Linked DNA regions of Sus scrofa: region 2 is linked to region 1. The links are chromatin contacts, called in public Hi-C maps. All regions are on one chromosome and are shown on one strand. The core of a region is the stretch at or near the end of the contact, and the rest is flanking DNA. Distances in the headings are between cores, read along the strand shown.

Region 1 (6,408 bases), core at 1,493-3,992:
GAACACACAGTCCTGCAGAGAATGGTCCACAATCACATTGGCCACCTTCTCCAAGTCCACGGCACCTGGATCTAGGGTAAAGACAGGTGGGGAATCTCGGGGTGCTTAATTATCACATTTGCCTCCACCTGCTTCTAAAGGCTCGTGATGTTCGCAGAAGAGCGAGCACTCCCGTGACGCCCTTCCATTTAAAGAGACCAGAGAACAGAAAGGAAACCGCACGCAGGAGCAGCTCTGGCCATGAGCCTCCTAGGGTGGCCCAATCAGCGGAAACAGGGAGGGTTACGCAGCTGTTAGGGAATGGAAGATGCTGGGTTTTTAGGACACATCTTTTCCTGGCACAAGGGTGAGGACGGAACCCTGAATAACAATGTCTTTGACAGCCGTCCACCAAAGGAAGTGTTCTCACAATGCACACATGAGCCCCCGACAAGAGCGGGCCAGGCGGGGCCTCCCCAGAGGCTTAGCTTGGCATGTGATAGGCATCGCTAATCGTTAGCTGAGGCAAACTTCTGTCCTGAGTGCTGCAGAAGGCACGGGTCCAGGACCACTACTTTCCTCCTCTGCCAAGCAGAACACTCCATCCTCTGTCCCAGGTCAGGCGGTGCTGCACACGGAAGAGAGCTGCTTGCAGCAACACAGAAACCAGGTCCTGTGTAAGGGCTTGAAGGGCAGGAACTGCGTCCTCTGTGCCTCGCCCTCCTGTCCTGCGTACGTAACCTTTTAAAAAAACGCTTTATGGAGTTCCCGTCGTGGCGCAGTGGTTAACGAATCCAACTAGGAACCATAAGGTTGCGGGTTCAGTCCCTGGCCTTGCTTAGTGAGTTAAAGGATCCGGCGTTGCCGTGCGCTGTGGTGTAGGTCGCAGACACGTCTCGGATCCCACGTTGCTGTGGCTCTGGTGTAGGCTGGTGGCTACAGCTCCGATTAGACCCCTAGCCTGGGAAACTCCATATGCCACAGGAGCGGCCCAAGAAATGGCAAAAAAAGACAAAAAAAAAAAAAAAAAAAAAAGCTTTATGATTGGAAGGGTGACTCTATGATTCATACTCCCAAATACTGGCCTACATGGGCTTGTCTTCCAGTTCCAGAATTATGTTGCTGACTCCCATTCTCAGAAACTGAAGGGAGAGGCCTGGGCGTTACGGCTCAGTCCTCCGGTCCTGTCCCCCTGGGCCCTTCTGTGTAGCTCTGGACCCAGGCTCGGGAGGCTCCCCGCGCTCACCTTTGAGTGCTGTCTTCAGCAGCTGCTGGCTCTCTGCATCAAAAGACTGGATTCTGTACTCCTCTCTACCAGGCTCCCCCATGACCATCCAGCCTCAGGTGCTCTTTACTGGGGTGGGATGAGTGACAGCACCTGGGGAGGAGCAGCGAAGGGAGAGGCCTTGGGTGTGGAGCGTGGCGCCAGGGTTCCCAGCCCTATGTGCCCTGGGCAGAACTGGCCAGTGCTTGGGACAGGTGCTCCTGGGCAGTCTTTGGCATTCAGGGCTTGGTTAGGTGCCCACAAAGCTTGGCTTCTGGTGGTGAGGCTGGCCAGGCACCTGCTGCTCAGTTAAAGAAGCCCTGCAGCTTCTGGGATTACACAAGAGGAAAGAGACCTCTACTCTCCAGCCCCAGCAGGAGGCAGGATTATTCTCAGCTGACACCAAGGCTGGGGTGAGGTGGGGTGTGATGGGCTGGGGGGATGAAGAGGTCGATAATTGGACACTTTTCCTGCCTATATACGCCGGTCTGGAAGCTGCTGGTCCAGCATGATTCTCAGCGAGTGAGATGGCTACAGGCTCCACGCTGTGGACAGCTCTGTCCCTGCAAAGTTCCAAGCCCCTCTCCCCAACTCAACCTTAGTCAAAGTCCTCGGTCCAGAGAGCCCACCCCTCCAACCCACGGGATAAGGCTGGCCAGAGGGCTGGGCGCAGAAGCGTCTCTGCCGCCCTGACGCCCCCTTTCCTGGCCAGCTTCTCCCCAGGATGGACTGGTTAAACTGGCCTCCTGAGTGGTAGAGACTCAGCCTGGCCCACCCAGGATTCCCAGTTCCTCAGTTCCATTCTAGATCCTTTCTCTTAAGGAGGGGAGCGGGATTACGTATCTTCCAGGAGTGGTCCCCCCTTTCCGGACTCGGAGATAGCCTTAGGGTTCTCCAGACCTGGGCAGCTTCCCTAAGCTCGGAACGCCCTTCCCGGCGGCTCAGCGCAGCCCACCGTCCGGTGTCCCGTGGGGTGGAGAGATGGTGGGAGCGCCAGGACCCACCTGCCACGCCGGCGCCGCGCCCGCGTGCCCAGAGGCCGTCCGGCTGGCATGGTGCGCGCGGCCCGCGCCCGCGGCGCTGCTGGCGAGGCCGGCCGCGCCTTGCTGCCGCTTAGGTCACTTCCTAGTGCAGGGGGCGGGGCGGGGCCCAGGGCAGGGGGGCGGGGCCTGGCCCGGCCGCCTCGCCGACGCCACCTGCCGGAGCCCCGACGACGCTGCCCCCGCCGCGCCACCGGGCACGCCCGGAAGTTCGGAGCTTGGAGCCAGGCAGGACGCCGGTGACCCTGCTCCCACCGCCGCTATCCTCTCCTCACCTGGTTCTCCCACGGCCTGTCCGGGACCACAACGGCTGCTCGGCGTTGGGCCCGATGTGCTCCGCGGCCGGCATGAAGCCCTCGGTCTTGAGCGCTGGCACCCCCCCCTTCGCCCCGCCCCCACACCAGGGCTCAGGTTAAAACGGGGTCAGGAGACTCGCCTGGCCGCGCGGTGTGGGAGGAGCCTGCGGGGGGCGTGGCCTTCAGCCCGGGGGGTGGGAGGGCCGAGAGGATGGCTGGAGGGGCAGGACTTCGCAGGTGGTGGCACTTTTACCCCCACCCCACCTCTCAAGGTGAGAGCGGGAAGGTGGTAAGGGCCGGATCGAGTCCCATTAAGCCCCTCTCCTACTCCAAATACACACGCTATTTAATGGTAAAACTAGTTGAAAATCAATGGGCTAACCCAAGAGAAAGGGTCCCAGGTGCCAGCTTGCAGAGGGGAGGTGTTAGGAGTGACCCTGAGGTTGCGCAAGCCCCCTGGCTCAGTCTGTCTTGGTTGGGGCTGGGGGGAGGCACGGGGCGCAGCAGTCCAGACAGGGCCACCCCTGAGGTCAGCCCTGGGTTGCAGGAGGGCACACAGAAGAGGCTGGCAAAGAACTGCCTTGTCCCATCGATTAGACAAGAAGTGTCCATGGCGGTTTTCTGTATCCAAAGCTCTCTCCTGTCAAGCTGGTCAGCAGAAAATGAACAAGGAAGACAGTCTCAGCAGAATCTCAGAATCAAGTTCACTTCAATGGAATTTCATAAAAAATACATTCAGGCAGCTGCCTCCCTGTAGCCCCAAGCCTTGACTGCCAAACCCCTGTGGGTGTGGGGGCCCCCCAGCCACAGCTGCCAAGAGCAGGACAGCTTCAGGATTCTGGGTCCCAGACACATCACAAAACCCCAGACCAGAGATGAAGCAGTAACGGCGTGCAGGAGCCCAGGATCCAGAGGGACTGAGAGCCGTGACAGCCCCCAAGACCACATGCTAGGAAGAAGGCTGGAGCTAGAGCCGAGGTGAGGCCAGCGTGGGGCTCCCTCTGCAGGGCCAACCCCTCAGGCCGAGCTCCCCTGGGGGCCTGGGCGTGAGGAGACCTGGGGGGGAGGTGGTGGTTATGTTCTGTAGATTTTCTTCACCTCTCAAACCCCTGTGCCCTGAAGACTCCAGGGCACCAGCTGTGCTCGCACCAGGCTGCCTGTTCAACCCCTTCCTTCTGGGATTACAGAGGACGCACACAACGCCTTGCTGGACCCAGGAGGAGCAGCCTGAGCAGGCAGCGGCTGCCCAGTGGCTCAGCTGTAGGCTCCCACCCACCCAGGAGAGCTGACCCAGCCCCCCAGTGAAAGAGGGGTGATCCCCGGTAGACCAGGGAAAAGGGGTGCTGCCTTTACCCACACCCCCTCCCCGTAGCACATCCCCCCAGTCTGCAGGGCTGCTTAGTATCTGCTTTCCCTCAAGGCCCACAGGCTGGGGCCAGGCCTGCCCAGAGAGAGAAGTGAGTGATGATGAGCTTTTTTTTAGGGCCACTCCCACAGCATCCACAGCATATTGAAGTTCCCAGGCTGGGGGTCTAATGGGAGCTGTAGCCGCCAGCCTACACCACAGCCACAGCAACGCCAGATCCTGGCCACATCTGTGACCTACACCACAGCTCATGGCAATGCCAGATCCTTAACCCGCTGAGCGAGGTTAGGGATCGAACCCACATCCTCACGGATACTAGTTGGGTTCTTAACCTGCTGAGCCACAACAGGAAGGCCCAATGATGCCTTCTAGACATGAAGATTTGAGCCTGGCTGGGTTTATAAAAGGAGCAACGCAGCTGGGATTCTTCACCCAGGAGCAAAAGCAAAGCTGCCTGGGGGATGCAAATGCTGAGAAAAATAGAATTCAGGAAAGTAGGAAAAAAAAATAAGAGAAGAAAATAACAAAAAAATGAATAAATAAAAGTAAAATTAGAAAAGGAAAAAAAAATTACAAGTGGCGAGCAGGGCTCCCTTCCCTCCTCCTTTGTGAAGGATGTGATGGATGGGGCGATGGAGAGAAGATACGGAGCCTGCTTCCAGCCTTGATGTCTATTAAGTGAGTCGGTGGGAGAGAGAAGTCAAGTGTGGGGACCAGACCCTGGAAAGGGCTGGATCCCTGCCTCACACGGGGGCTGCGGCTCCGCCCAGAGCCGGGAGAGTTCTCCGGGCAGACGAGGTAAGACATGCAGGAGGGCAGCTGTTGCCCTTAGAGTCTGTGCCAGGTGGCAGCTTCCAGCTTCTGACGGGCAGGGTCAGGTTCCCGCAGACCAAGGAAAATGCTGTCGCGTGGAGAAACGCCTCTGCCCTCCTGGTGGCGTCCGAGCTGGTGGAGTTACGGCTCCTGCCCAGCTCTTCGTGGTCAGGACAGCTGGCCTGGAGCAGGGTCCAGGCAGCACCTGATCGCAGCACAACCCGAGACTGTGGATCGAGTCTTCTCTCAGGAGGGCGTCTCCGGGCAAGGGGCCAGGCCACCCTTCCTGCTGTCCAGGCTAGCTGTCCGCCTTCCTCAGGCGGTGGAAGAGGTTACAGACGAGCTCATACCAGAAGAACACGAAGCCCGTGGAGAGGGCGGCCTTCAGCAGGCTGGGGGACAGGCCTTTGAAGAAGCCCTGGGCGCCCTCCTCTCGCAGCACCTGCCTGGCGCAGTCCAGGAGGCCCTTGTAGCTTCGAACCTGGGGAGAGAAAGCGATGGAGACACGGACACGGACTCGGTTCTCTCGTCAACACAGCCTGGGGCACTCAAGCTCCCGGAAATACTTGCCAGAGGCAGGAATGAACACAAAAAAGACAGAATAAGCCTCATGCTTGCTCTTCCAACTGGGCCAATGCAGCCTTAACCGATGAAGTGGCTGCACATCAGCACTGGACAGAGCTGCTTCCTGCCCAGGAGGCTCCCACGGCCAGGGGCTCTCAAGCACCCAGTGAGAGCTCTGGACCCACCGCCCAGAGGTGCCTCTGACGTGCCCCTGTCCCTCCTGGTCCCCTCGGCAGCAGATCTGAACCTGGCCCTCGTTAGCTCTGAGCCTGACCAGCGCCACCCCTCCAGCCTGGCCACCTCCAGTTGACTGCAAACTGTGACTCGGCGTGTCCCCGAGGCACAGCTCTGCTCAAGCCTTCCTCCCCTCCCGAAGCTTCAGGGACTCCTGATGACGAGGAGGATGACAGGAACGCGATAAAGAATCGAGCCGAAGCCCTGCAGCCTGGAGGCCAGGGCTTCCGTCATCTGGCCTCGGCCTGGGCCCCGGTCGGCCTTCGTCCCCCACCGCTCCTCCCGAGGCACCCACCCCCAGCCACACCTGCTGGCGCGAAATCTCTGTTGAGAGCAGGGCCTCCCCTCTTGGTCCTGGGCTCTCACCCACTCTCCCTGCCCGAATTCAAAGCATCTCTTCAAGACAAGTTGGTAAATGGAAAAAAAGGTGATAAAACCTGGTGTGTAACCCCGTTTCTGTTACAATGTACCTGCGTCTATTTATACAAAGGAAGAAAAACCTCAGCGGATCGGACCTTGGCGGTGTTGGGCTTAGGAAGGCAGGTCAGAGAAAGACAATGACTAACAAAACCGAAGCCACTCAGAGAAAACCAGTGGCTGGGGCAGTGGAAACGAATTCCCCACTAGGAACCAGGAGGTTGTGGGTTCGCTCCCTGGCCTCGCTCAGCGGTTTGAGAATCCGTCGTTGCCGTGAGCTGTGGTATAGGTCGCAGATGTGGCTCAGATCCTGCGTGGCTGTGGCTGTGGCTGTGGTGTAGGCTGGTGGCTACAGCTCCGATTCGAAACTCAACCTCTAGCCTGGCAGGTTCCATATACCGCGGGTGTGGCCCTAAAAAGCAAAAAAAAAAAAAA
Region 2 (6,408 bases), core at 1,354-3,853, 180 kb before region 1:
AGAAGCGTTCTGGTCAAAACCAAAGGAACCCCCCCGGCCCCCACCCGCAGGAACCCGAAGACAGATGCAGCTTCCAGCCGCAGAATACCTTTTCAGAAACCTGCTTTTGTTTTTGTAGCCAGTGTTATAACAAATCTTTACCACGCAGCCAGGCCAGGTTCCCAGTCGGAGCCCATGCAGGGATTGGGGAGGGGAAGGCCCAGGTCCTCGCACACGCTGTAGGCAGAAGCCGGAGCAAACAGAAGAGGGTCATCCCTGAGCTGTGCCGTGTTCTCGCCCGAGCGTGCCACGTCGGATGGTGACAGCCACCTGGTAACACTCTTTCCCTCCTAAGTGCCCCGAAGCAACGCAGCAGATGCAGAGGATTCTCGCTTCAGGTTGTTGAGTTGCGGTTTGATGGAGCTGCCCTGGTCCCCCGCGTTGCTGTGAACAGAGCTGCTTTGAACAGGCGAGGAGGGGGCCCTTGGTTGTGGTTGGAGCCCGGGGGTCGCAGCCCAGGATTCTGAGCACCCAGCTGCTACCGTGTTCGGCTTTTCCTCATTTGTCTGGGCAGCCTGGACCCCCCAGGTAGCTGGCTTTCTCTGCAGGGAGAGGTTTGAGGCGGGCGGCCTCCTGCACCGAGTCGGGCAGGCAGGTGGGAGCTTAGGTAGCTTGTGTAACTGCTTCTGCAACCTTTTCTTGCCCTCCATTGGCCCATCTTCCTTCCCTGACTTTCTAAACTGGGACTTTGGACCGGCCCTCCAATGGCTTAGGGTGAGGGCGGCTGTTTCTTTGAACGTTGCCACACATGTCGTGTTGTAGTACCCATGGTGTCGTCATTCTGTGACTCGCGGAAATGCCTTGACCAAAAGTGCGATATTCGTTTGTGTCCCTTGGTTTCTGACCATGGCAGACCTGCCTCACGCCGTCCCCCATGGTGGCTGTGCACTTGCTGGGAGCCCTGAGGCCTCCCTCACCCCAGCCCTCCCGTCAGTTCTTCCCGTGGGGGGCCCCGGGGGCGAGGATCCAGCGCCCTTTGACCCGGAGTAGCAGAGCCCTCCTTTGGGCTCTGACCTCAGAGCTTGGAACTGGACTTGCTCTCTGCACGCTTGCGTCTTAGGGAGCAGTCAGGGAGCGCAAAGGGCCAGAGACCCCTCACTTTTCCCCAGGTGACTTTCGCAGTGTGGCAGGTGGTCCGCAGAAGCGGGAGGTGCCCATGAGGAAAGCTCCATCCACAGAAGCCCCCTTCGGCCCGTGGCTCCGGGGCCCCTTCAGAGCTGAGGTTCTCTCTGCTCCACAGCTTGACTGCTTACTGCGTGGCTCTGGGGTGGTGGCTTTTTGAAAGTGACTGTCGACTGTGCCAAATGTCTTTTGAGCCTATACCATCCTCCTGCCCAGATGGCATAACTTCTCCGGGATTCTCACGTTGCCCTCACCTCCCGTGAAGAGTAGGGTAGAAGAGTGTGCCCAGGGTGTGTGCTGACGACACGCCGTGTCTACACACCAGCCTGAACGTGCTTGTGGGCACCTCAGCAGTCCGGCCCTTGCCCAGGATGTTTACAGCTATAAGATGTTAGAGGAACTTGACCTGCGTCCCATCAGAAAGATTGCAGGCCTCCATCCTGTCATCTTTCAAGAAGAAAAAAGATTTGAGTGTGTCAAGGAAAAGCTGCTCTGACCGAGGAGGACAGAGGATGAGAAGCCAGATGTCCTTTGGCCACTTTGAATAAGTAACACCCGCCTGCGAAGAAGGGAAGCCATGTCACCTGGGGCCTCGGGCCCCATCAGGTTTGCTTTCCTGGGACTTGTTGATAATCAGCCTCTGGTCCCAAGCCAGCGAGGAGCGCAGAGGGCTGCGGGGCAGCTGTGATCCAGGCTACATGATGCGTAGTTACTTTCCTCGAGCTTCTCAGGCCCACGGTGGATCCTGGGCAAAGACTGCTGAGCCCCTTGCTAATAAGCGTGCTGAGAAACTAGATGCTGGCTTTGACCAAGCTCCCTCCTCCCGGCCTCCTTCAGCGCCCCAGGGAATTGGAAGGTGATTCTTTTCTTAAGGTTTCTGGAAAAGTATCTTATCCACGCCCTTGATGAGCCAAGTTGGTGTCTCTTCTTGAAAGCCTTCTCCCTCCAGGAGAGGCCGGCCGATACCTCCACGGAGAGGTCTGACCGGCAGCTTGGGGGTGTCATGTGACCAGGGACCCACACTCTCCGGTCGCCCAGTCCTGCCACAAGGGGAGTGTCACTGCTCCTCCTCCTCTGCCCAGGTCGGAGGCCAGGCCCAGGGAGCAGCCTGGCACCTCCTGAGTGATGACACAGTAGCACGCTTCCGTCTTTTCCTCAGAACCTGCTCTTCTTTGCTGGCAGTGAGGCAGGGTCCAGCCTCCTCTAGGGCGACTTTGTTTCTGCAGTTTCAGCTGATCTCAGGGGCGTCGGGGAGTGTAGAGGAGGAAGGGGCAGCGCTGCTGAGCAGTAGCCTCACCCACACCCTCCAGCATGGCCTTTGATCCCGACCTTTGGGACCATGCCTGTCACTTGTGGGTGCCCTTTGTTACCATGTGTGTGTTTGAATAAAGTCTAAAATGCTGTGACCCTTTTTCTTTCCTCCTGTCAATAAAGACATAAAACAAACTTCTGCATCTTGAAACCTTTGGTGTATGTTTTCCACGACTGCAGTCTCCTTGGTGTCTCCTGGCCCTTACTGTCGATGATTCTCAAGCTGTTCTCAGCAGGTGAGTGTCACTGCACCCCTTCCAGCAGGGCGTCTTACACAGTCCTCCTCTCTCCTGCTGCTAACACTGCCTGAGGGGGTGCGGGGCCCTCTTCCTCCTGGCTTTCACTTCACCGAATCTGAAAGGACCCAGAGAGTGCCGAGAACCAGAAGGTGGGGACAGATGGGCCTCCCACTGCAGAGCCCAGAGCCCGAAAGGGATGGGAGGAGTTTGAGATGGTTTTTAAGGGAAAAAAGTCTTCTGGGAGGAAATGTTCTCTGCAAGGAAGAGGATGAGTAGGAAATGTGATGATCAAGTAACCAATGACTTCGGTATGGATCACTGAGGCACCAGACAGGTATAGGACCCACAGAAGGCGTTAGGTCATCCCTGCTGCAGGTGCTTCCAGCTGGGGAGCTGGCTGTACCCCCAAAGGTGGCGAGCAAGGTATGTGGCTCCAAAGGGAGAGCACAGCACTTGTGAACAGGCAGTGTAGAAAGGAGCGGGCCCAGGGGACACAAGTGTCACAGATGTGGTCCTAGGACATAGTTCTTGCTACCAAGACTGGGGAGCAAAGGGAAGAGGTTGGCGTCACTAAAGGTGGAGGGGTTCCCTTCATGGCTCAGCAGAAACGATTCTGACTAGTTTCCATGAGGACACGGGTTCGATCCCTGGCCTTGCTCAGTGGATTAAGGATGCAGTGTTACCATGAGCTGTGGTGTGGGTTGCAGATGCGGCTGAGATCCCATGTCACTGTGGCTGTGGCGTAGGCCGATGGCTACAGCTCCATTTAGACTCCTAGCCTGGGAACCATCATATGCTGTGGGCTCGGCCCTAAAAAGACAAAAAAAAAAAAAAAAAAAAAAGGTGGAAGCTCAGAGGAGGGTCCCTGTGCAGAGAGGCTGCCGTCTCAGGGTGCAGTGAGGCTGGTTCTGGAAGTGTGGAAAGCTGCAAATGAACCACACCGCTGGAACCAGCTACTGCTGCCAGCTATACTGCTGAGGTTTCTCTGATCACAGGAAGGGGCAGGTCTCCTTTTTCCCTCTGGCCTTGCGGTTTCCCTCTCGTGTTCCCTACAACAGCTTCCAAGCCCCAGCAGCACGGGGCAGTCTGGCTGGGGTGGGGCTGAGAGGTTATAGCAATAACCAGCTCCGCCACCTCCATGGCTGCTCAGCATCCATAAATACGCTTCTGTATAGGAACTTCATACAATGACGAGAAGAATTTCGTCTCCATGTAGCAAGATGCAACTACTCTACACAAAGATGTTCTTACCCTCGTTCCAGCATAAGACACTGGGCAGACAGTCATTGTCCCAGGTCTGAGAGACGGTCACACCTGTTTCTCAGCCATGCTAGTTACTCTTCAGCTTGGCGTGGTGGGGGGACATCCAGTTCGTGATGGGCAGCTCAGGCCACATGGTCACGGTCGCTTGGTTCCCCTCCAATAGGGAGCAGGCATGTTTCTCAAAAGGAGAAGAGTTACCTGGAAAAGGAGTCCTGGATCTATTCCAAAGCCCTGCAGTCTACATGGTAAGTCTCCCACTGGGGCTTGCTGGAGGCTCCAGTCGGCATCATTTGCAGGAGAGCATTTGAGTGTCTCTGAGTTTGCTCTGTCATAAAGCCCAGGGGGCAGCCCAGAGCTAAAGTTTTAATAAGAATCATATCACACAGAAGGATTTTTCCATTGGTTAATTTGCCCTTGACTGAACTTTTACTCTCTTAAGCCAGTTTAATTCCTTGGTCGGTTTTCTATCCAATGCAATTAAATTGTTAGCCAAGTTTTCCATTTTTTAACTTAAAAACATTTTCATTAAGGAGTTTCCATTGTGGCTCAGCAGAAACAAACCTGATTAGCATCCATGAGGATGTGTGTTCCATCCCTGGCCTCATCAGTGGGTTAAGGATCTAGCGTTGCCACAAGCTGTGGTGTAGGTCGCAGATGGGGCTTGGATCCCGCGTTGCTGTGGCTGTGGTGTAGGCCGGCAGCTATAGCTCTGATTCAACCCCTCACCTGGGAACTTCCGTATGCTGCAGGTGTCCTAAAAAAAAAAAAAAAAAAAAATTCACTAAGATCATTGTTTTCTATGAGATTTTGTGGCAGAAATTTAATTCAGTTTAACCAGTTCCAGCTTTTGCCCTTGTGAGCTTGCTTTTGTGGTTATTACCTCCTCCGTGTTTATTTTTCCTGAGTCAAATTTGGCAGCTCAAAATCTAGGTCTCACCAAAAAAAAGTGGTTTATCTTGGTGGCACAGTGGGTTAAGGATCTGATGTCACTGCTGGGGCTCAGATCACAGCTGTGGCACGGGTTCAACCCCTGGCCCGAAACCTGCATGCTGCTGGCTCGGCCAGAAAGAAACCTAGGTTTCATATCTAAATTTGAGTGTCTTTAACAGATGTCAGTTTTCTGTTAATTATTTCTAACAAAACACTCACAAAATGGATAGAAGACTAATAGTTTGTATTTCTTAGCTTTCTTGTAAGGAAATTGTGAGCAGATGCCCTTGGCTGTTCTTCGATTGCTTTATGTCTGAGTTTGAGCGATCGCTTCTCACATTTCATTCTGACAACCTTTGCACATGCACCAGCTACACAGTTGGCAAATCAAAGAGCAAAACCTCCTCAAAATATGTCCTGCTTTGTGCAGTTAGTATGGATAGCCAATAAGCACATATTTGGTTGGGGGGGAAGGATTTGGAAGGCTCCCCTGAGTTCTTGAACTAAACCCTGAAGCTGGAGAAGAATGTGGTTGGCAGGTGCAGAAAGGATGGTTAGCCTCACTTCTCTCAGGGCTTGAGCAAAAGTCCACTTATTTTCTGCCATGTGCTGCACAGCCACGTGTGCCTGGATGTGTGCCAAGCACTGACAACCAAAGCTGAGTCACAGAGTGGGAAGGGGAATGCTGGAGGCAGGGGCGGGGGGACAGCCAAGCATACTAGTGGCCAGGGGAGAGTCATCAGAACCTGGGCCGAGATGGAGCGGAAATGTTAAGCCAGAATCAAGACTCTTTGAGATACTTCAAGGCAGCCACGTGTCAAAGAAACCACAAATCCTAAGCAGGATAAATAAAAACACACATAGAAATAACAAAATGGATGAATGCAAATATGGAGAAAGTCTTAAAAGTCACCAGATGGAGAGGAAAAATTCACTTTCAAAGGAACAGCATCAAGACTGACAGCTTCTCAGCAAAGATACGTAAACCAGAAGACAGTGGAATTCAATCTCCAAAGTGCTGAAAAGAAAATAGCTGCCAACCTAGAATTCTATACTCAGTGAAAATATCCCTCAAGAATGAAAAGGAGTTCCAGTCGTGGCTCAGCAGAAATGAACCCAACTGGTATCCATGAGGATGCGAGTTCAATCCCTGGCCTTGCCCAGTGGGTTAAGGATCCGGTGTCGCTGTGAGCCGTGGTGCAGGTCGCAGACACGGCTTGGATCTCACGTAGCTGTAGCTGTGGCGTAGGCCAGCAGCTGTAGCTCTGGTTCGACTCCTAGCCTGGGCACCTCCATATGCCATACCTGTGGCCCTAAAAAGACAAAAAACAGTGAAGAATAGCAATGATATAAAAACATCTTTGACAAGTAAAACTTGAGAATATTTGTCACCAGCAGAAGGTGTGCTAAGGGAAATGCTAAAAGGCATTCCTTAGGAAGAAGAAAATGACCCCAAAAGCTAGAGACATAGGAAGAAATGCTTAAATGGTCAATATTTACATAT

The links. Hi-C and Micro-C count contacts between places; a contact is called where the count stands out from the background.
Region 2: a contact with region 1 is called in a Hi-C map of fetal skeletal muscle, with 1.7 times the contacts expected there. The contact joins the promoter of LOC110255970 here to the promoter of MIF4GD in region 1. A contact is called at or near these places in 1 of 5 promoter capture datasets (liver) and 1 of 47 Hi-C or Micro-C datasets (fetal skeletal muscle).

The regions. Positions count from the first base shown.
Region 1 is chr12:6,043,629-6,050,036 of Sscrofa11.1, reverse strand. MIF4GD (MIF4G domain-containing protein) reads right to left here and starts at 2,742. Exons shown (of 6, transcript XM_005668610.3): 1 at 2,559-2,742; 2 at 1,226-1,357; 3 at 1-71. The coding sequence starts at 1,313. It overlaps SLC25A19 (solute carrier family 25 member 19), which reads right to left. Exons shown (of 8, transcript NM_001164514.1): 8 at 4,602-5,239. The coding sequence ends at 5,057.
Region 2 is chr12:6,222,587-6,228,994 of Sscrofa11.1, reverse strand. It overlaps LOC110255970 (tripartite motif-containing protein 47-like), which reads left to right and starts at 2,603. Exons shown (of 4, transcript XM_021066665.1): 1 at 2,603-2,708; 2 at 4,138-4,219. The coding sequence starts at 2,684. KCTD2 (BTB/POZ domain-containing protein KCTD2) reads left to right here. Exons shown (of 6, transcript XM_021066666.1): 6 at 1-2,615.